2 separate regions of the Gossypium hirsutum genome follow, and region 2 is linked to region 1. A link is a contact called in public Hi-C data. All regions are on one chromosome and are shown on one strand. Each heading gives the region's core, a stretch centred on a gene start, on an enhancer-like site or on the middle of the called end of the contact. The rest is flanking DNA. Distances are from core to core; before and after follow the strand shown. Region 1 holds the start of LOC107887384. Region 2 holds the start of LOC107888190.

The links. Hi-C and Micro-C count contacts between places; a contact is called where the count stands out from the background.
Region 2: a Hi-C map of leaf shows a contact between it and region 1, with 2.2 times the contacts expected there. The contact joins the promoter of LOC107888190 here to the promoter of LOC107887384 in region 1. A contact is called at or near these places in 2 of 34 Hi-C or Micro-C datasets (callus and leaf).

The regions. Positions count from the first base shown.
Region 1 is chrA03:70,250,345-70,257,163 of Gossypium_hirsutum_v2.1, forward strand. It overlaps LOC107887384, which reads left to right and starts at 2,973. Exons shown (of 6, transcript XM_016811596.2): 1 at 2,973-3,321; 2 at 3,802-3,858; 3 at 4,806-4,885; 4 at 5,115-6,043; 5 at 6,420-6,819. The coding sequence starts at 4,876. LOC107887383 (D-aminoacyl-tRNA deacylase) reads left to right here. Exons shown (of 9, transcript XM_016811595.2): 8 at 1-8; 9 at 712-1,096. The coding sequence ends at 799.
Region 2 is chrA03:70,468,706-70,475,524 of Gossypium_hirsutum_v2.1, forward strand. It overlaps LOC107888190, which reads left to right and starts at 3,023. Exons shown (of 5, transcript XM_016812307.2): 1 at 3,023-3,589; 2 at 3,660-4,258; 3 at 4,445-4,553; 4 at 4,628-4,948; 5 at 5,044-5,343. The coding sequence starts at 3,437. The coding sequence ends at 5,097. It overlaps LOC107887391 (heat shock protein 90-5, chloroplastic), which reads left to right. Exons shown (of 18, transcript XM_041096083.1): 13 at 227-481; 14 at 981-1,083; 15 at 1,209-1,383; 16 at 1,469-1,574; 17 at 2,017-2,106; 18 at 2,207-2,615. The coding sequence ends at 2,416.

The sequences.
Region 1 (6,819 bases), core at 1,723-4,222:
GACCACAAGTAAGTTAACCGATAATTTTTTTACATGAACTCATGGTTCTATCATCTACGATTTTAGTTATATGTTGCAGTATTTGTCTAGAAATATGTCCCGAGTATTTGGCTACAGCTGGAACCAGTTGACCGAGTGTCCAGGAGTTGCTTGTTTTCAGTCATAAGTGGTTTTAGCTGGGTAAATTTGTGCAACAGATACTGACTTGTGTCCCGGAGCCATTGAAGTTTGGATTGGGAAACTAAAAAGCCAGAATAAAGTAAATAAAATTAGGTATGTAAAGTGATAAAAATGAATTTGAGTGCCCTTCCCTATCTAGCTTTCAAGTTTTACAGCATGTCTCTTATAGGCAAACTTGCATATACCGTGTTGGTTCTTAATTGTTTCGAGGACTCAGTGCTCCGTTTCACAATGGATTGTGAAAGTAAAAAAATGCAAATAGTGACTCCTAGATTTTTCATTTTTCTTTGGTCACTTGGAACAATTATCAGTGGCTGTTTGAGATAGTGGAGTCTAAGTGAGATTGTTGAAAGAAATTAGAAAGGGGATAAAATAAAACAAGAGGTAAACAATCTGGAGTCTAGACTTTAAATTTGTTCCAATTGATATCATCAATCGGTTTGGCCGCGACTTATTATCCGCTATAATTTCTCCTGCTGACATCTTAGATACTGTTTCAGTATTTGTCTTGATGCTTATTCCCGATTTCAGGAGTTTCAAGGGCTGGCAGAAAAATGCAATAACTGCATATTTAGGTGAGCTGAGCATTAAAATCGGAAAACCGAATGATTTCATTTGATTGATGTCGGTTTTTGGATCGACCACTTTTCCGTAGCAAAAGCGTCAATGCAGAAGATTGATTTAAAATCTATACCATAGTTAATCAGCTGCTTCTAGACAAATTTCGGTTGTGAAATTGAAGAGCAGTATAGGCAGAGATGGTTTGACAAAAAAGGCGGCGTCTATACATAATTGCTTCATGCTTTGTATGGGTTTATCCAGGCTTGTTTTACTTCGATCCATTTGTAGTAAGCTAGATGATAGATGAATGAAATTATACGAGTAATTAAAGAAGTTCAATATTTATACTTTGCTACTTCGATTTTATCTCTTTAATTCTAGTCTCCATGTGGGGCTACTTGGCCAGAAATGATTTGGCCATTAAGAAACTTGCACAATTTGCCGACATTCCTCTGGCTGTCAGGAGCCAACCCCAAGTGCTGAAAACCCTCCATTATCGGCATCATTGGATCATATGATTTGGAAGCATATATGGACTTTTCTTCCCATTTTAATACACTTATGGATTATTTTTGGACTTGAACTTACATGAAAATAAAATATTTCCGAACGAAATATTTCCGAACGAACTGTTGGTGCTGAATATATGACTTGGAATAGAATTGTTGATCTCAATATATTTATTCACGATCCAGATTACTTTCTTCCTTGAACAAATAAAAAACCTGGAGCCATGTAGGAAGTATAATAGCTGCCAAAAACCTACAGCATTGGCCGACCAAGTCCCCATCAGAAAATAAGGCAGAAATCAGCAAAAATTGTCCCCCACTTGTCCATTTCACGAAAGGGAATTCAGTCATCTTGCTTGGGGATTAGTTTTTTGAGAGGAAGAATTACTTGCTGTCAAAAGAAATGAAAATGAAACCTAAATTAGTATTAGTTGCTTACATATTAAATCACATAGGTAGATTCAAATGATCCAATGCATTTTCTAGACTATTTTACTAATCAAATCCCAATCACTTAGAATTACGTGCAAATGCATATGATAAACAGAAAACTATTGATATCACCACCGTTACCTATAGAATATAGAAATGGTAGTGGTACATGTGAAACTGTTAATTCAGTACCATATTTTATGGTATTTTTTAACCCTCCATGTTTTGAGATCCCCAATCCCCATGCATTTGCAATGTAAACAACCCTTCTTTTTTTGTCTTTTTTCTACTCAAAATAAATACTACTACTACTAATAATTCTTGGTTTTTTTCTCTTTAATAATTTTTAGCCGAAAAAGATATTTGGTTTTCTTGGCTGCCTAAGGATATGGTGAACCAGTGAGGTAATGACACGTAATAGTAACAAAAATAAGTTGGGGGATCCAAAATGTACCTAATTGTACCTCCACATCCTGAAATCCGTTGCCACCTATTTTTAGCCTTTTCCACCATCTTACAAACGTCACCATTCATCGGCTTCGTCACCCAAATAAATATCACTTCAAAATAAAGGTTGGACGTTCATCACAAGATGGATACACGTGTCTCTTATAAAATCCTCACACAAGAAAGGAAAAGTCTTAACGGTGGGCTATAAATCCAGAACACATTAAATTTTTTTATCAAACGGAGCTTGATTGTAATTTAAAATTAGAACTAAAATCACACATTTTCAACATAGTTTGTCCAGAGTTAGTAGCTTGCCGCCTAACAACCATTTTTCATTAAAACTTTTCTTTCTAAATAATTAATTACGGTATAATAAATTTAATTTTCAAAATTTTTACATTTTAAAAATTTTATTTTAATTTAATCTGTAATATTTATGTAAATGTGTAAATATTAAGATTAAATTTTTTTATTTCTTTTTAGAAGAAAGATCTAATTAATAAAATATATAAACATTGATATTAACTTTATTATTATACCAATCAAAATTATATACAATTAACATAAGGCATTAATATAAACTAATTGTTCTTAATTATTTACTTTTAAAAAATTATAAATTAAATTATTTTAATTTTATTAAAAAAATTAATTTACTCAATTTTAAAATTTACATAGATTAAACAAATTTTTTTATGAAAGCTTTTTACTTTTAAGATGGTTAGAAATATTTTGAATTTAAATTTAATTATTCAAATATAATATTAATATATTTTATTCTATTCACAAGTCAAGATGTTATTTTTAAAGAAACTTAACACGTGTGAACGAAATCATCGTCATCTTCATCATATCTTCACTGGTTTCGCATACACGTTAAAACTTCCCCTTCTTTTTGTTTTACTTTCTCTGCCGGCTTTTTATTTTACAACTGATTACGGAAGATTTCATTTCTCCGGCGAAAAACAAGACAAACAAAATTGTTGACTTAAAAGAACAGAGCTGAGATTTCCGACACCTTTGTCGGCTTCGAAAAATTTTAAAAAAATTCAAAAGGAAAGGGAAAAAGGAGAGAAAAATTGTTTTGGGGGGCTTTCTTTTTCTTGTTTACTTCTTCTTGATGTTGTTGCTGTTTGGTTGGAAGGAAAATGTTAATTTCCTTTTTTTAAATTTCTGAGAAACTGATCAGGTAAAGTGGCGTTCTCTGTGTGGTTAAACATAGTTCTAAAATAGGTTGGGGATAATTAATGCTAAAACTGAGTCAATAAATAAAAGGCTTGTCGTGGGTGGTTCTCTCTCAAAAACCCAAAAATAAATAATCAGGGAAAACAAATAGAGCCGTTTGTTTGGTTTGCTATGGCCATTAATAGCACATAGAAGTAGAGATTTTTTACTTTTGACCCTTTTAATTACGATGTTTTTTTTGGATAATTACAAGAACTCTCTCATTTCCTTAATAATCTCTGTTTTCTTTCTTTCATCTGTTGTGAAAATCCCTCTTAAAACACCCAAAGCTGGGGTTTAGAGCTTTGTTTTTTAAGCTTCTTTATTCCTATTATTTACTTTGTTTCCTTTCGAGCTATCCCAAACTCCAAAGACTCTTCCTCACCCTTAAGGCCCCCTTTGTTTCATGTACAACCTTGTTTATGTTTTCACTTGGCTTTTACAGTGAAGATTGTTGGAAGTTCCAGCACTGAATCAACAGAGAAGAACCAAAAAAAAAGAGGTACTGTAAAACTATAATTTAGCTTAGTAATTTTAATAACTCTGTTATCTTTTTGTATGAATGTGTTTCTCTTTTCATGGTTTCTTGTATTTGTTGGGATCTGCTTCACATCTTTGATATTCTCTCCTTTTGGTTTTTACGTCTTTGTTTTCTTGAGCTTGAGAGTTATATAAAATATGGGATTTTTGTTATAAAAAATATTATAATATGTTAGATCTGGTTAGAGCTAGAAAACAGAACATATTGCGGCATTGTTGTAAAAAAAGGTTTCATTTTTTAGGGTTTTAAAATCAGTTAAAAGCTTTTGAGTTATAATTTAGTGGTTGTAAGTTCATATAAGCTTTTCAAAAAGTTTTTTTTTTCTAACCCTCTCTTGTCTTTTTGTATATTGAGGACTGACTAAGAAAAGATTCCTCATGGTGAACAGAAATATATTTTTTGGTCATGAATCAGTTTCTTCAGATTGTTGCGCTTTACTCTGTTATTGCTGTATATATTTGAATAAATTATTAGCTAGAAGTAACCGACTGTGGATTGGAATTTTTTAGGGCTTCAAATTTTGGTGGAAATTGTTGGTTTTCTAAGATGATAAATAAGCTTTGCTTACAAAGTTCTTCTCATCTGTTTTTGTTACTTTCATCACTGGTCATTTTAGCTTTGGGTTTCTTTGCTTTTGAATTTTATTCTTTGGAGATCAGTTAGTTTTTTGTGTTAAAGCTGCTCGGTTTGTATATTTCTATGCTTGGAAAAATGTTTGTGGAAGCCATCGTTTATGACATGGCAGTTTCAATTGATCATATGAGCTGCTTCATCTTTACATCCTTTTTTTATCAACTCTGTATTTTTATATGTCAGCCAATGCCAATAGCTGTTTTCTATTCAATCATTTTTCGATGATTTTGAGTTGGTTGATGATGATCTAACTTTGTCCTGCATTTCATGGCCAGAATAGTTCACAAATGCCATGTGGTTTAAGATATCAACTCGTAGCAACCACGAGGCCTATTGATGTAAAACATGAAACTTGGTAATAATATATTTTCTAATTTTCCTTCTCATCATCTCGATCGCTCTGTTTGTATATGTTATCTTTGCTTTCTGTTTTCTTTGTCTGCTGGAAGTCAGTTCTGCTTTAGTTTATCACTGCACTTCTTTTTCAAAATTTGACTGCATATGATGTTTAACCTGGTTTCGAATGTGTTAGTCTACATTTTCATCTTTCAGGTGTTACTAACTCGTGAATGTTTTGGTTGCAGATAGTGAACAAGTGCTTTGCCATTCAACTGTAGGCCTCAAGAGTGACTCAAAGCCGTATTCCTTTATAGACTCTAAACCTTTCAAAAACAAAGAGAAGCCTCTGGATTCTGTTGGACTGAATGCAGAAGGATTTGTGAAGGATGATATGAACAGGGTAATGCATGATATAAAAGGAAATGATGGAGATACGGACCCCATGCTATATCTAGAGAAGACAGGAGATGGATGGCCAGCATCAAAACTTAATTGTTCTATGAGTGTAAATGACTTTTCCAATGGTAATGAAAAGGAGGCCCGAGATTTCGTGCCACCAAATTCTCATTCTTTGAAGAATATGGGTTCATTTCAGGACTCGGTTTTTTATTTGGACAAAAGTGTAATGGAATGTGCATTGCCCGAATTGGTAGTTTGCTATAAAGAGAGTGCATATCATGTCGTCAAAGACATCTGTATTGATGAGGGAGTTCCAACTCAGGACAAGTTCTTGTTTGACAGTGGTGTGGACAAGAAGAGTGATTGCAACTTTCTGCCTTCTGAAGAGGATCAAGACAGTAAGCTGCTGAAAGAAAAACCGGAGAGTGATATATCTATGCAAGCTGGTTCCATGTATCCAGAAGAAAATCAAATGGACAAGGATAATGAACGTGATTCTAATAAAAAAACCATTTCTGATAAATATACCCAAGATATTTCCTTATCTCTAGAAGAAAATGAGCCTAAAAACAGAATTCCAAGTCAATGTGATACGGAGGATTTGATACTGTCTAGGAAAATGATGGACGACACAATGAAAATGGCCAGAGATGATGTCTCCAAAGAGTTGTTTACCCTTGGAGAGTTGCTTTCCATGCCAGAATTCAGCACAGTGAAACCCGAAGCTATGTCATCCAATTGCAAAAGTGATGGAATCAAACAACAGTGTTTTCAGGTAAACTCATCTTGGTCAAAGTTACTAAATTCCGATGTACTATGCTGAAATTCCTTGGAATAACAATATGGATTCACCAATGTATGCAGGGAAACATGCATGGTTATATTTTATCATCCCCTAATTTTTGCATTCATGTTTGTGTTTAGCATCGAAGGCACCTCGTTTTCTAGTAATTATATGTGTTTCCCATAATGAACGGACCCTCTGTATGAAAAGTTGAAACAAGAAGAAAAACCATTGTAATTTTGTTTTCCACCTAAGTTAGGAATCTATGAATATCTGAAAGTGATAAGTATCCAGATTGTTGAAGTTACTTTTCTGTTAGGGGTTCACATCTTAGGAAGTAACATGATGTATTTTGACTTCTACGCAGAACTCAAAGGAGAAGGAAGTCATGGTGATGCCTCCTTTGGTTTCTGCAGATAAAGAATCAAACAATAGCTGCAAGGAGACAATTCTATCTGCTTCTGCCCCGGTCTCTGTAGCTGAAGAAATGGACAGTGTGAAAGGGGAAGCTACCATGTTCAGCCCTGCTACCAGCAGCAGCCTTGTCAATGAGGTATCAGATGATAGCAAACTGGCAGCTCGAAGTATCGCATTTGGCTTTGATTCTTCTGCATTGACGAGCAGCAAAGATGAGGGTTGCCACAATCTTGATCGTGAAGCTCTTGAGACTGGCCATACACCCAAGCTTGAAGACATAGCTGATCAGCCTTCTTCAAACAATCTTCAATGTGGAAACGGAGAGTCTAGTTTCTCTGCTGCTGGCCTTG
Region 2 (6,819 bases), core at 1,773-4,272, 220 kb after region 1:
TTAGCAGTTACTGTTATGTTGCCATATTGACTGTATTATGGTTACTGTTTATTAGGTGAGAATTATGAGAAAGAGGCTTGTTAGGAAAACTTTTGACATGATTCAGGAGATTTCTGAAAGTGAAAATAAGGAGGTATATTGTGTGATGGAACCTTAGATTTTTTTTTTTCACTATTGCTGACATAACTTTGTCTATTAACTTGTACTATGGTGAACTTGATTACAGGATTACAAAAAGTTCTGGGAGAACTTTGGCAGGTTCCTAAAGTTGGGATGCATTGAAGACTCTGGTAATCACAAGCGTATAACACCATTGCTTCGGTTTTACACATCAAAAAGTGAAGAGGAATTGACAAGTTTGGATGAGTACGTTGAAAGTATGGGTGAGAATCAAAAGGCTATTTATTACTTGGCAACCGACAGCTTGAAAAGTGCCAAGACTGCTCCATTCTTAGAGAAGTTGGTTCAAAAAGACATTGAGGTATGTTTGTCTATTCGGCATTGGATGTGTAAGGGTCAAATTAAACATGGCTTCAGTTCTTTAGTTGGCTTCATGGCATTTGGAGTAGTTCCAATTTATGTGTGGATAAAATTGATAAGATATTGCCTTGTGAACTACTTGAATCATCTTCAGATAAGTCTTATATTTGGAAATCTCATGAAAAAGCTGAAGAAAAGAAATTAGTTTAACCGTTGGGTGCTCGTTATAGTTGATAGGATGGCAGAGATTTCCTTTATTCCTTTCATTATTTATATTGGATAAATCAACTTATTTATCCAACCAAAGAAGTAGGCAAGCCTACATATTGTATAACAAACTGCTTAGCACTGAAATAAGGAATGTCAAAACAAAAATACTACTGTTAAATCAAATTATTTATTCTTGTTATCCTAAGCACATTTTTTTCTCTTTCTTTTTCCCTCTTAGTAGCTGATCTGGTTTCTTTGCATTATAATCGATATAAGCTTCTTTCTTTTAGGTTCTCTATTTAGTTGAGCCTATCGATGAGGTTGCCATTCAGAACCTTCAGACCTACAAAGAGAAGAAATTTGTTGATATTAGCAAGGAAGACTTGGAACTTGGTTGGTGTTTATGGTTTCTTTTATTTATTTATTGGTTGAAGGGGAGGGGTATCTTCCTTTGGCTGCCTTGCTCTTCATTTCTGATGGCTTTGGTGTGAATCTAATGGAATTTGTTGTTATACCAGGTGATGAAGATGAGGTAAAAGAGAGAGAAACTAAACAAGAGTTCAATCTTCTCTGTGATTGGATAAAGCAACAACTGGGAGACAAAGTGGCCAAAGTCCAAATTTCTAAGCGACTAAGTTCATCACCTTGTGTGCTTGTTTCTGGCAAGTTTGGATGGTCAGCTAACATGGAAAGGTGAATGATTTTATTTTATTTTTGTTTCTCGCCATAAGTCAAACATGCACTAAATCATTCCTCGACTAATATTTTCATTATGCAGGTTGATGAAAGCACAAGCGCTTGGAGATACAGCAAGTTTGGAGTTCATGAGGGGAAGGAGGATCCTGGAGATTAATCCAGATCATCCGATTATTAAAGACTTGAATGTAAGACCATTTAGTTGAACTTGATTGCAGATATTCTAGCGTAGCATTCTTTTAATTAGTTTGTGGAGAACTAGGTGTGTTTGATAGAACAGTTATCTTGGGACCACAGGAACCCAAGAAAGCACAAAGTAGAATGGCTGCAATACACTTGACACTATTAGTTCAGATAACTGCAGACTCTGTTTAAATTATGTGCACTTTGTTTAAGCCGGTAAAAATATTAATTGTTAGAAGTGTATTACGAAAATGTTGATATATCAAGACATGCTGTCCTTGATTTTTGTTTATTCAATGACGGCCATAAGGTAATTAGACAAGTGTATTATGAAAATGTTGATATATCAAGACTTGCTGTCCTTGATTTTCGTTTATTCAATGACGGCCATAAGGTAATTAGCCCTTGTCTAATTCTGATGTTAATTTCAATTAATTTTCTTTGCAGGCTGCTTGCAAGAATGCGCCTGAAAGCAGTGAAGCCAAGAGAGCAGTTGACTTGTTGTATGATACAGCATTGATCTCCAGTGGTTTTTCTGTAAGTGGACAGACTCATTTTTTTTGTTCAGCCAACATTTTTGCCGATATGTATTGTTTATGTACCATAAAATTTCTTACGTCTCTCTTTAATCATGCAGCCCGACAGCCCCGCTGAGTTAGGTAACAAGATATATGAGATGATGGCAATGGCACTTGGAGGAAGATGGGGTAGATATGAGGACGATGATGAAGTGGAAGCATCAGAAGTTAGTGCTGCTGAAACTGATACGAGTGCCAGTGAAGCTTCAGAGAACCAAGTGATCGAACCATCGGAAGTAAGGACAGAGAGTGATCCTTGGCAAGATTAAAGTGTCGTGTAATTTAAATAAAAATTTTCCTGTATTATCTGATTGCTATTAACAAAATAATCCAGAAGGAAAGAAAAGTTGTGGGTTCGGTTTGGGAAGATGAGGAGGTTAGTGATAATGGCTGTTCCTATGGTGGATTAAAGTTACTTATACGTGATGATTTTAATTTTTAAAGCATCCAAGGAAAGTTGTCTTTTGAGTTGCTGCTTTTCCTTCACTTGGATGATAATGGTGGCTTAAATTTCGAGGAGTTTTGCTACATCGTCTGAAAATAAAGAGAAAAGTCAACAAACCAGGAGCTAATTGACATATTTAGGGATTCTTACAAGACGATCCAATGAAAATCTGTACTAAATGTGTAAATCGTATTGGCTTAGCGAGGCAAGTGTCAGATATAAAAACAAAAAACTCTTAAATGTTGGATTGTGTGAACAACAATTTATCGGGTTTAGAGGGCAGGACATAGCCGGCAGCAGCCTGTTAAATTACAGTTGTTGACATTATAAACGTTCTTTTCAACGTCCAAATCATCTTCCTGAAGACACCTTCCTCTGTTGGCATCTTTCGACTGTCATCAGGCCGGTTCGTAGATAGCTTGTAGCTATTGTCCGTCGCTTCCGTTTAAGCCACTTGACATGCCTGCAACTAATCAATCTGTAGAAGGCATTGAATTTTGTCAAAAAGCATAACATTTGAACATACTAAATATATTATGCTTTCAGCCGTAAGCGCCAGCCAAAACTGCCAAATTACATTCAGCTTCTGTTCTATTTGTTTGATCTCAACTTTTAAGTAACCACTCCTAATAAAATAAGAGATTGTTGAATTAGTTCAACTTCAAATAAAGAATTACATCATTGACAATGCCGACATCCGGAGCATATTCAAAGCACTTTACCGATCCGAGATGTATTTTAGTTGTTATTTTTGTACTGACATATAAAGCACCAGCTTTTCTAATACAGGCTCATTCATTCAAAAAGCAGGGTCTTATCCAATCATTCCCTGTTCCAACAGACAATGGCTTCTTTCTCAATAGAAGATTTTGTTGGTCATGGGGTTCTCAAGGAATTGATTCCAAAGTTATTAGAAGAAGGTTGGGATGACGTCCCAACTTTAAAGATCATGAATCCAGAGGATATGGATGCAATCAATATGACACAACATCAAAAGGTTAAAAATCTTTTCACCTCTCTAAGTATAGTAAATTATCACTATATATTCTTATTTCTATGTTCTTCAGGATGCTCTGGAGATCAGAACATACCTTCATGATCGAGCTCTTATGCAATATGGAGATAAGTTAGAGGCCTCCAGGAAAAGCCTACCTGAGCTCCTTAACTTAAGCACCGAGGATCTGTCTTCGCAATTTGGCATGAAAAGGGGCCACATTGCACGTTTCACAGATAGAAACAATAAATGCACCGATCCTCTACCCAAATCTTATGGCCTCCCTGCAAGGAAACTCTCAGTTACACCATCTAGAAGTAACACCACTTATAAGATGCAAACCATAAGAAAATCCTTCTCCAGGAGCAGCACAAACAATGACAGGTCGCTGGAAGAATCACTGGCTGATTTCAAGATTAAAGATGGATACATATTTAAAGGGATTGTTGCTGCAGGGCCAGCTGAGCCTCGAGCATGTGGTTGCGTTCAACCTCCTCCTGTGGTTGACAATGTGGCACCTTACTCTGCTATTGAAAACATATCAGTTCAGAGATTAACTCCTGAGTATAAGATTGGAATGGAGCGTTTGGTGAAAACCAAGACTCCACCTATGAAAGCTTCAGAACTGTGGCGAGATAAGCCGGCTGTTCTCCTATGCATTCGACGGCCTGGGTAAAGTCACTCATCATATCCGACCAATTCCTTTAACTAATCCATAAAATAAAAGCAAAATCATGATATATTCAGTGATAAGAACTGAGTGTCTTGCAAAATCACTCGTTGATATGTTTAGATGAAAGGAACCATTTATTTTACTGACATGGAAACTATGATAAATCTTTTGCCACATGATTACAGGTGCATTATGTGTAGAGCTGAAGCTCACCAGCTCTATGCCAAAAAGCCAATATTTGATGCACTGGGAATTCAAATGTTTGCAGTTTTTCATGAACATATAGAATCAGAGGTGCCTGGTATACTTCAAAATATTTCTCCAAAAAACTCCTATTTTATTTCCTCAGATATCAAATCTTGATGCAGATAAAAGACTTTTGGCCACGTTATTGGGGCGGGGTTGTGGTCTTCGACCGGACTATGGGATTCTTCAAAGCTCTTGGAGGTGGGAAATTACTTAAAGACAAGTTTCTATCAGGATTTGTGTTCAACCCCAGGGCTATTGCAAATTATAAACGTGCAAAATCTATGGGAATAGAACAAAATTTCAAAGGAGAAGGTGAAATTAAGGGTGGCCTTTTTATAGTTGGTCCAGGAGGAACTGGAATAGCTTACCAGTTTATAGAGAGGAATTTTGGAGATTGGGCTCCTGTAGCTGAAGTTGTAGAGATATGTGCTCGATTAAAAGTAATTGCTATGAACTCTCTTAATTCCAAATCATGGTATCACTAATTATCATCGAATTAACGTAAACCAACTTTTGTTTCTACAAAATGGTGTAGAATCAACAGCAAGATGAAGGAGATTCTAGCAGATCACCGCAAGAACACAAGTGAAGTGGTTCCTCATAGTTCCAACTTTCTATCGTTGTTGGAATAAACAAAGTGCATGCAATGTTCTCAGTCTTTAACATTGCTCAACGGCTTGTATTATTAGTATGAAACGGAGAATACCCTCTACGGATTGGATAGGCATTTTCTTTTTGAATAAAATGCAATTCGATGATTCATAATAACATAAAATTTGAGTGAAACAATAATTATGTACCTTCTCAAAGGTGTTGGATTTTTGAAGAAGGAGAGGTTGAAATCGAAGCAAAAGATGAAAATTGGAGAAGTTAATTTTTGGTGAACTATTTCATTAAAAAACTGGTACTTTGTTTACATGAAAAATCATGCTTAAATAAACTAAAAATAGTAATAAAATATTACAAATTGGCTTAATTCAGTGACCAGATTCATGTAACTTTCTTTTTCATTTGCTGGTTTTTGTCTAATCGCCTGCCAAAATGTTTAATCAAAATTTATCATAGTTTCAGTTCAAGTTGGCAAGTTGGCAACTTGTAGAGTGAAGAGCTCGCAGGTGAGCTCTCATGCTTGGTGGCTGTTCTAGTGAGCTTGCAGTCTTGGTGAGCTCGCATTTTTTGGTGAGCTTGCACATTGGGTGAGCTCGCAGTTCGCAGTTAGCAGGTGAGCTCGCATCTTTTGGTGAGCTTGTAGCTCACATTTAGCATGGATGGTCATTTCACAATACTCCTCCTTGACCTCCAAGCTTCGAAATCCAATATCATAACGCAGCTTTTCAAACCTCATCTTCACAAGGGGTTTTGTTAGAGTATCAAGAGTTTTGCATCTTTGCCTGCACTCAAGCTTGTGCTTCGATGAGCTCACATTTTTATGGCATCGCACTTTTCTAGCACACATTTCATTTAGCTTGTAGCTTGCGCTTTTTGTAACACTCCTAACCCGTATTTGATGTTGAAACAGGGTTACAGAGCATTATTGGACTTATAACTTATACTATCAAATATTTGATAATCAAATACCATTCAAAAACATTCATACAATCTCTAATACGAGCCCTCGAGGCCTCAAATAGACATTAAAAGTGGTTCAGAACTAAACCGAGACTCAAGGAATTTAAAAAAAAATTGAAAACTTTCAAAGTGCAGGGGACACACTCCTGTGTCTCAGGCAGTGTGGGCATTCGAAATGGGGTTATACGGCCGTGTCCCATCCCGTTTCCGACCCTGTGTAACTCACTGACTTGGGTCACACGGCCAACCACACGCCCGTGTGCCAGGCTGTGTACCATTTGAAATGGCCTTAAAGGTAACATATGCTCGTGTCTTGAACTCGTGTAACTCTCTTTTTTCACCCAAGAACAAATTGATGACACACGGCCTAGTACGCGCACACGGGCGTGTCCCATATCCACATGGGCTTGTGACCCCTGTTTAGTGGAAAATTTTCTATGTTGTTGTGAAATTTTCTAAAGTTCTCGGTTTAGTCTCGAACCACTTCTGATGCATGTTTTGGGCCTTGTAGGCTCGTATTAGGGACATTGTGATTATGTATGTATAGTTTTAATTTGGACGCAAATGTATGGCTCGGAAATGTATGTTTGCTTGTGTTTAATTCCGGTAATGCCTCGTACCCTATTTCGGCGTTGAATATGGGTAAGGGGTGTTACATCAAACGCCCGTATGCTAGGCCATGTGCTAGGCCATGCGAAACTGGAGGGTATACTGACTTGTGCCACACGGCCAAGCCACACGC